Regions from separate parts of the Mus musculus genome. Here region 2 is linked to region 1. Evidence: chromatin contacts called from public Hi-C data. All regions are on one chromosome and are shown on one strand. The core of a region is the stretch at or near the end of the contact, and the rest is flanking DNA. Distances in the headings are between cores, read along the strand shown. Region 1 has its middle 21 kb from the start of Gm31889. Region 2 overlaps Wdr19 (WD repeat domain 19).

Evidence for each region. Hi-C and Micro-C count contacts between places; a contact is called where the count stands out from the background.
Region 2: a Hi-C map of bone marrow-derived macrophages shows a contact between it and region 1, with 15 read pairs. The contact joins two enhancer-like sites.

What each region holds. Positions count from the first base shown.
Region 1 is chr5:64,899,110-64,902,124 of GRCm38.p6, reverse strand. It overlaps the pseudogene Gm21011. Among named protein-coding and RNA genes, the nearest start is that of Gm31889, 21 kb to the right of the region's middle. Within about 2 kb of position 1,709, at least 13 of the 459 cell types and tissues checked have an H3K27ac peak or open chromatin away from gene starts, as enhancers often do. A contact at or near this core is called in bone marrow-derived macrophages, where this site is marked.
Region 2 is chr5:65,245,815-65,248,822 of GRCm38.p6, reverse strand. Wdr19 (WD repeat domain 19) reads right to left here. Exons shown (of 37, transcript NM_153391.2): 27 at 2,915-3,008; 28 at 1,294-1,362; 29 at 1-33. Among named protein-coding and RNA genes, the nearest start is that of Wdr19, 48 kb to the right of the region's middle. Within about 2 kb of position 1,357, at least 27 of the 459 cell types and tissues checked have an H3K27ac peak or open chromatin away from gene starts, as enhancers often do. A contact at or near this core is called in bone marrow-derived macrophages, where this site is marked.

The DNA.
Region 1 (3,015 bases), core at 460-2,959:
CTAGATGATCCTAGAAATCATGGTGAGTTTCTTTGGGTTTTATTTCTCAGTGGTACATGCTAGCAACCTAAGATCCATTCCTGTTCTGCATCTCCTGTGTCTAAAGAGTGGGGCAGATCAGGTGGGTCTTCCATACTATAGTACTTGTTCCAAGGGACACTCCAGAAGTCCGAAGTGGCCCAAGATGCCTGAGGGTTTGCCGTAGTATTTGGGTTACATCCAGGAATTTGGGACTACCCAAGCTGGGCTTGTAAAGTAATTACGATTTACATGCAGGCAAAGTCTCTCTGATGTGTGACAGCAGAGAATCCCATGATGGCAGCATATTGAAACTCAGAAAGACACTGGGGTGAGAGGAAGGAGCCTTGGCCAGGTGAGTGGAGCCCACCTTGGTCAGCACAGCAAAAGGATTGTAAACCCCCACCCAGCCTGAAGCAGGCTGAGCCAGACCTTGACCTTGCTGCCACTAAGGAGATTACCTAGGGTGGAGCCTTCCTCACTAGATCACTCTATTGTTCAGCCACTGCCACTGTTCTCCTTCAAGACACTGCTACCTGCTGGGAGGCCACTGAGCTATTCCGGAGACTACACCCTATCCTGCAGCTGGGCTCCAAGAATGGATTGGTGGGAATGGGCCTCCCCCACCACCACCACCTTTATAAGCGCATTTGCCATTAAACATTTGAGCTTTGATCAGGAATCTTGACTTAGCTCCATTTTTCTCTTGACTGCCTAGTTCCCCTCTCTTTTTAGCCCTGGCTTGCCTCCCAGGTGAAACCTGGTCCATGTGAACTGCAGGTTGGCTTCCAACAGCCGATGCTTTAGAGATTGAGAGTGCTTTGGGTTAGGATTTGATGTTTTTTTGTGTTTTTGGTTTTTCAAGACAGGGTTTCTCTGTATAGCCCTGCTGTCCTGGAACTCACTCTGTAGACCAGGCTGGCCTCGAACTCAGAAATCCGCCTGCCTCTGCCTCCCGAGTGCTGGGATTACTGCCACCCAGAAGGGACCAAACAAATATGGATTGAAACCCCTGCTCCACTACTTTCTAGGCTGCCCTGGGAACATAACTTAATCTCTGAGTTTTAGCTCCTAGATCTGAAAAATAAGAGTAATTAATATTGGGCACCATTTTGTCAGGGTTGTTGAGAAGACTGAGTAAGATGTTGTATGAAGAGCACAGGCACCATGTCAGACGCATAGAAACACTAGAAAGTGGTCTTTCTTACTCTTATATTGCAAGATCATTCACTCTTTGGTGGGTTTTTAAGCCCTTCTCCATTTACTGGAATTATTAAAGGGGAAATGACTCAGGATGAGGTCTTTCTGGCAAACTATCAACTGCTGCTGAGCAGTGTCTTTGGGTTTGGACTTTTACATCATAGCCGTCAATGGAGAACTTTCTCTGCTTTTCAACTGTTTGCAACATAGTATCAATAGCCTCAAAGCAGTAACAATACATACTACCTACTTACTGATACATCTTTCAGGAAGCCTTATGTTGAGCGGAGTGTCAGAGTTCAGTGGTCCAGCGTGTGCTTAGCACATCTGTGGTCCTGATTTAATCCTCCATAGGACAACAGCAATAATATAATGTTTATGCCTTACTCTTAAAATGTTTGAATGAGATGCCACCATGCATACGCATTGCCTGAGAGACAAGAACCTTTTATGTCTTAAATTAAGAGAAGTTCAGCCGGAGTTGCTTCCTCTCTCGCTATAGCTCATCGGGTTGTGGTACTGAGCAGGAGGAACCATCCAACAAGAGATGGAAGCTGGCATCCTAGCCCAAGGGATGGCAAACAAAGCAGCAGGGCAGGAGGTGCTGTGGGTTTTTGTTTTAAAGCCATGGCTCTCAGATCTAGAAGCTTAAAGTAAGTTCTGGGAGAGGAAAGCAGTGAAGTGGCCTCTTTCCACCCAGTGTTCATGCCAAACCAAACCAAGCCTGAGGGCTTTGAGGAAACCAGGGTACCAACTCTGTCTTTGTGAAAAATTTGGACGCTTACTTAATATAGATTTTACATTCACTTCGACTTAAACATTACTCCTCTTGATGACTGAGTTATTTCTCAAACCCTTAAAAGTGGTGCACCATGTATCTCAGCTCACTCTTGTCTATGATAATCTATAAGAGAAAAAAACTTGAAAAGAGATACTGAATGCATGGGAATTATTGTTCAGATAGAAGTGGCACGATCAATCTTTTCTTAATTTATTTCTCTTTTCCACTTATTTATTATGTCTGTGTTTTGTGTCATAGTACACATATGGAGGTGAAAGTAGAGTCTCTGGGGTTCGAACTCGGGTCTTCAGGCTAGGATGCACATGGCTTTACTTGATAAACCATCTTGCTAAACCCAAGAGATCTTCCAATACTTAATATATAGTCTTAAGGAAATGGAAAGAAAGTGAAACTTCATAGTTTCACACTAGATATTGTCATAGACACAACCATTTGAGCAGTAGTTACTCCTCTAGGCAAGTTAAGAACTGGCATTCTGGGATTATTTTGAAATAGATGCAGAAAAGTTACCCTTACATATATAATGGTTTGAAAGTCTGCCAGGAACTAAACTGACTTTTTAAGATAATTAAAGGATTAAAGATATTAAAGTACTTATTAGCATGCCATAATACTTTACTGTATATAGTACCCTGGAGGCATCTTAGATCATTGACAGTCATGTGTTTAAGAAATGGAGACTTCACCAGAATTAATTTTCCCTCCAAGATATTTGAGAGGTCTTACCAGGAACAAAAGCATATAAAATATAAGAATTATATCATCAATACGAGTAACTAAATTTTGTATACAATGTAGGGATTATCCAACTAAAAGACTACCTGCATTTCACAGCTGTACAGAAGATCCACAACTTCCTTCCATCAGATCTTCTCCCCTCCACTTTTCTTTTTTCTCCCTTCCTTTGTGTGAAGCAGAAGGGACCCTCACGAGGAGCTCAATCAACCAGCCCGTTCATCATCTTGTCTTCTTACTACACAACTGTGAAGAGAAAC
Region 2 (3,008 bases), core at 108-2,607, 350 kb before region 1:
ATTGGTCAGCAGTTCATCTTTGGCCTGGCCCACCTGTTTCATAAGAGAGAAACCTCATCAAATTCTGCATCTTAAACTCTGCAGGGAGGGGGAGTGGGGGCTGAAGATCAAACAACTTTCTGCTAAGGAAATGGAATTAAAAAAACCTAACAACATGAAACACAATTTAGCCTGGAGTCCTTTTTCATTGGTGTGTAGTCTTCCTCAATTAGATCCTTAGATGGTATAGCTTTTCTTAGCTGCTTGTATCAAAGTATGCTCTTTCTCTTTGTATAGACACAGAGAATGTACTTCTTGGATGCTTCAATAAAACATTGAGGGGCATTTGCTGTTCTTCCAGAGGACTCCAGTTTAATTCCTAGCACCCACATCAGGCAGGTCACAACTGTTTTATAATCCTAGTTTCAGGGACACAACACCATCTTAATCTGAGAATCTGAACTCAAACATTGGTGTGTGTGTGTGGTGCATGCATGCATATATATACTTGTGTGTGTATATATATATATGTTTATGTAAATGCACGTGTGTATATATGTGCATGTGTGTTCATATGCACGTGTGTATATATATGCATGTGTGTACATATACATGTGTGTATATGCATGTGTGTGTACATATATGCATGTGTGTGGGCACATGCCAATGGCAATGTCAGGTTCTTCTATTGTCCTTCACCTTATGTTTTTGAGACAGGGTCTCTGACTACACCCAAAGCTGCCATTCTAGCCAGGCTGGCTGTCCAGCAAGCTCCTGCAATCCAGTCTGACCTTCTCCTTCCCCAGTGTGAGAGCTGCAGACTTAGGGCTTAGGGGAAATGGAGCAGCATTTGTCACATTTACTACAAGCAAGTTCTACCCAAAGGACGGCCTTCAGGTTCTTCACGACTCGGATAGTGTGTCCTGATAGGAAAGGATAAAACTTGTTTGCCTGAAAACAATTTAGGAAAGAGGGTGGGGCTGTGAATAAGGATTGTGTGTCAGCAGAAGGAGTTTGTTATTCAGTTTGGTAAATTTTTCCATGTATTTGGACATTTCTGTTTGGTTTTAAGACAGGGGTCTCAAATAACCCAGGCTGGCCTCGAACTCACTATGTAGCAGAGGATAATCCTGAATCTTTCTCTCTCCGCCTCCTGGGATTGCAGGCATATACCACCAAGCAGTCTGGGGACTGAATCTAGGGCCTCCTGAATACACTCACCAACTGAGCTACATTCCTGCCTCCTTCAAGGACACAGACAAACAACAACAAACTACTGGCATTCTTCAAAGTTTCGATTCTGAATTTACTTACAGTTTCGATTGCCATTTCTATTGCCACATTATCTTCTGAGCTTGGGCATTTCAGGAAGTGCTTTAGTGCCTAAAATGAGAAATGGACAGCAGCCAGAATTTGTCAGGCCCTGAGAGCTGGGAAAGTCAGCTTTTACAACAGTGCTCTGATCTCAACCAGGGGTCTGCACAGCTCTGGGTCTTCGGCCTGGTTTTGTGGGACAGTGTCTCTTTCACTGGCTGGCCAGGAACTCACTGTGCAGACCAAGCTGTGACCTCACAGAGACCTGCCTGCCTCTGTCTCCTAAATGCTGAGATTTAAGGCATGTGCCACCACGCTGGCAGATCTACTTCAAAGGCTGAGTCTAGTTTGTCAAAGCGGAAGGATCCAGAGAACCTTCTGAAGAGTCTAGTTCTGATTTATGGTAAACAGAAAATGTAAAATGTGTTCTCCTCCCTGGGAAGGTTTAATGATTTAATTCACTCTTTTGTCTTATGTGTGCCTCTCACGAAGCCAGACAGGTGCTTAGGGCTGAGTCCCTAGTCCCTTCATTTAACATTTATGGGCACCCTCGCTTGTTCATGGGCTGGGCTGGGGTCTGAAGAAGAGCAGGAGCTGCCTGACATGGACCCCCTTTTCTGTTAGATGCACTCTGAGGTGATAGGTGCCAGCAGGTGACAGTCACACAGTCCTGTCCTTTTCATAAGCACACACCTATGAAGAAACGCACAAGACAAAGGGCTATGTGGGAAGTTGGTTTTAGGTGTTCTGAGGAGGAAAGAAGGTTGTGTGTGGGGTGACATGAAGGTCACAGAGGGACAAAGATATGCAGAATAAAGAGGTCTGGGGTAGTCACTGAGGAAACACGAGGGTGAGGCTGGCAGAGGCCTTGCTGCAAGTGTCTAGTGAGGCATACTTTCACAGAAACAGCTGGAGGCCGTCGTGGGATGCCCAGGCTGGCCAGCCAGTGGGGAATTAGCTTGCGTGTCAGGTAAGGAGTCTGGACATCTTCTAAAAATGGCAAACTGGCAGCCTGTGGGCCGCATTCGCAGACGTGTTTTCCTTGGTCAGTGAGGTATTCTGCAAATATTTGGGCCTCTTGAAGTAGGGAGACTTAGACTTCTGTTTCTCTTGAAGGCTCCTGTGATTGGGCCCTGTGGTGCGAGGCCTCCTGAATGGCAGCCGTTTGCCAGTTTATAGTCTGCAGCAGCACCCGCTCCTTCAGGCAAGATGCAGATGATCCAGCGCTCACGGTCACCTCAACCCCAGTGCCTCTTCTTTGGACACTGTACTCCCTGTCTGCCTTGGGCAGAGTGAGTTCTACTAGGGGAGCAAAAGGATGACTTAGCGGCAGAGACACTGGAGGCTGGAGCACTGTGCACTATGTCACGGGATGCAGGGAAGCCCGGCTTGGGATTACACTGATGGTGCTTAGACTACATGGGGCAGAGGTGAGAGACTGCAGGGAGCCTGTGTATGTACGTGTGAGGAAGGAGATTTCAAAGCTGGCTTTGCCCAGGCTGAGCTCCAGTGCCAACAGAAGCTGACACTGAGATTTCAAGTCTCAGTGTCTGGAACATACTGGCATCTAGAATATTTCCTACAATCAGTCCTGTGGGATGTTTCCTTGGCAAATACTAACCCGTGAATACTGGCCACACAGTAAGAAGAATTTTCCAGCCTGAAAATGTCTTTTTTCTCCTTCAAAATATAAGGCGATACTTTGATAGTCTTCA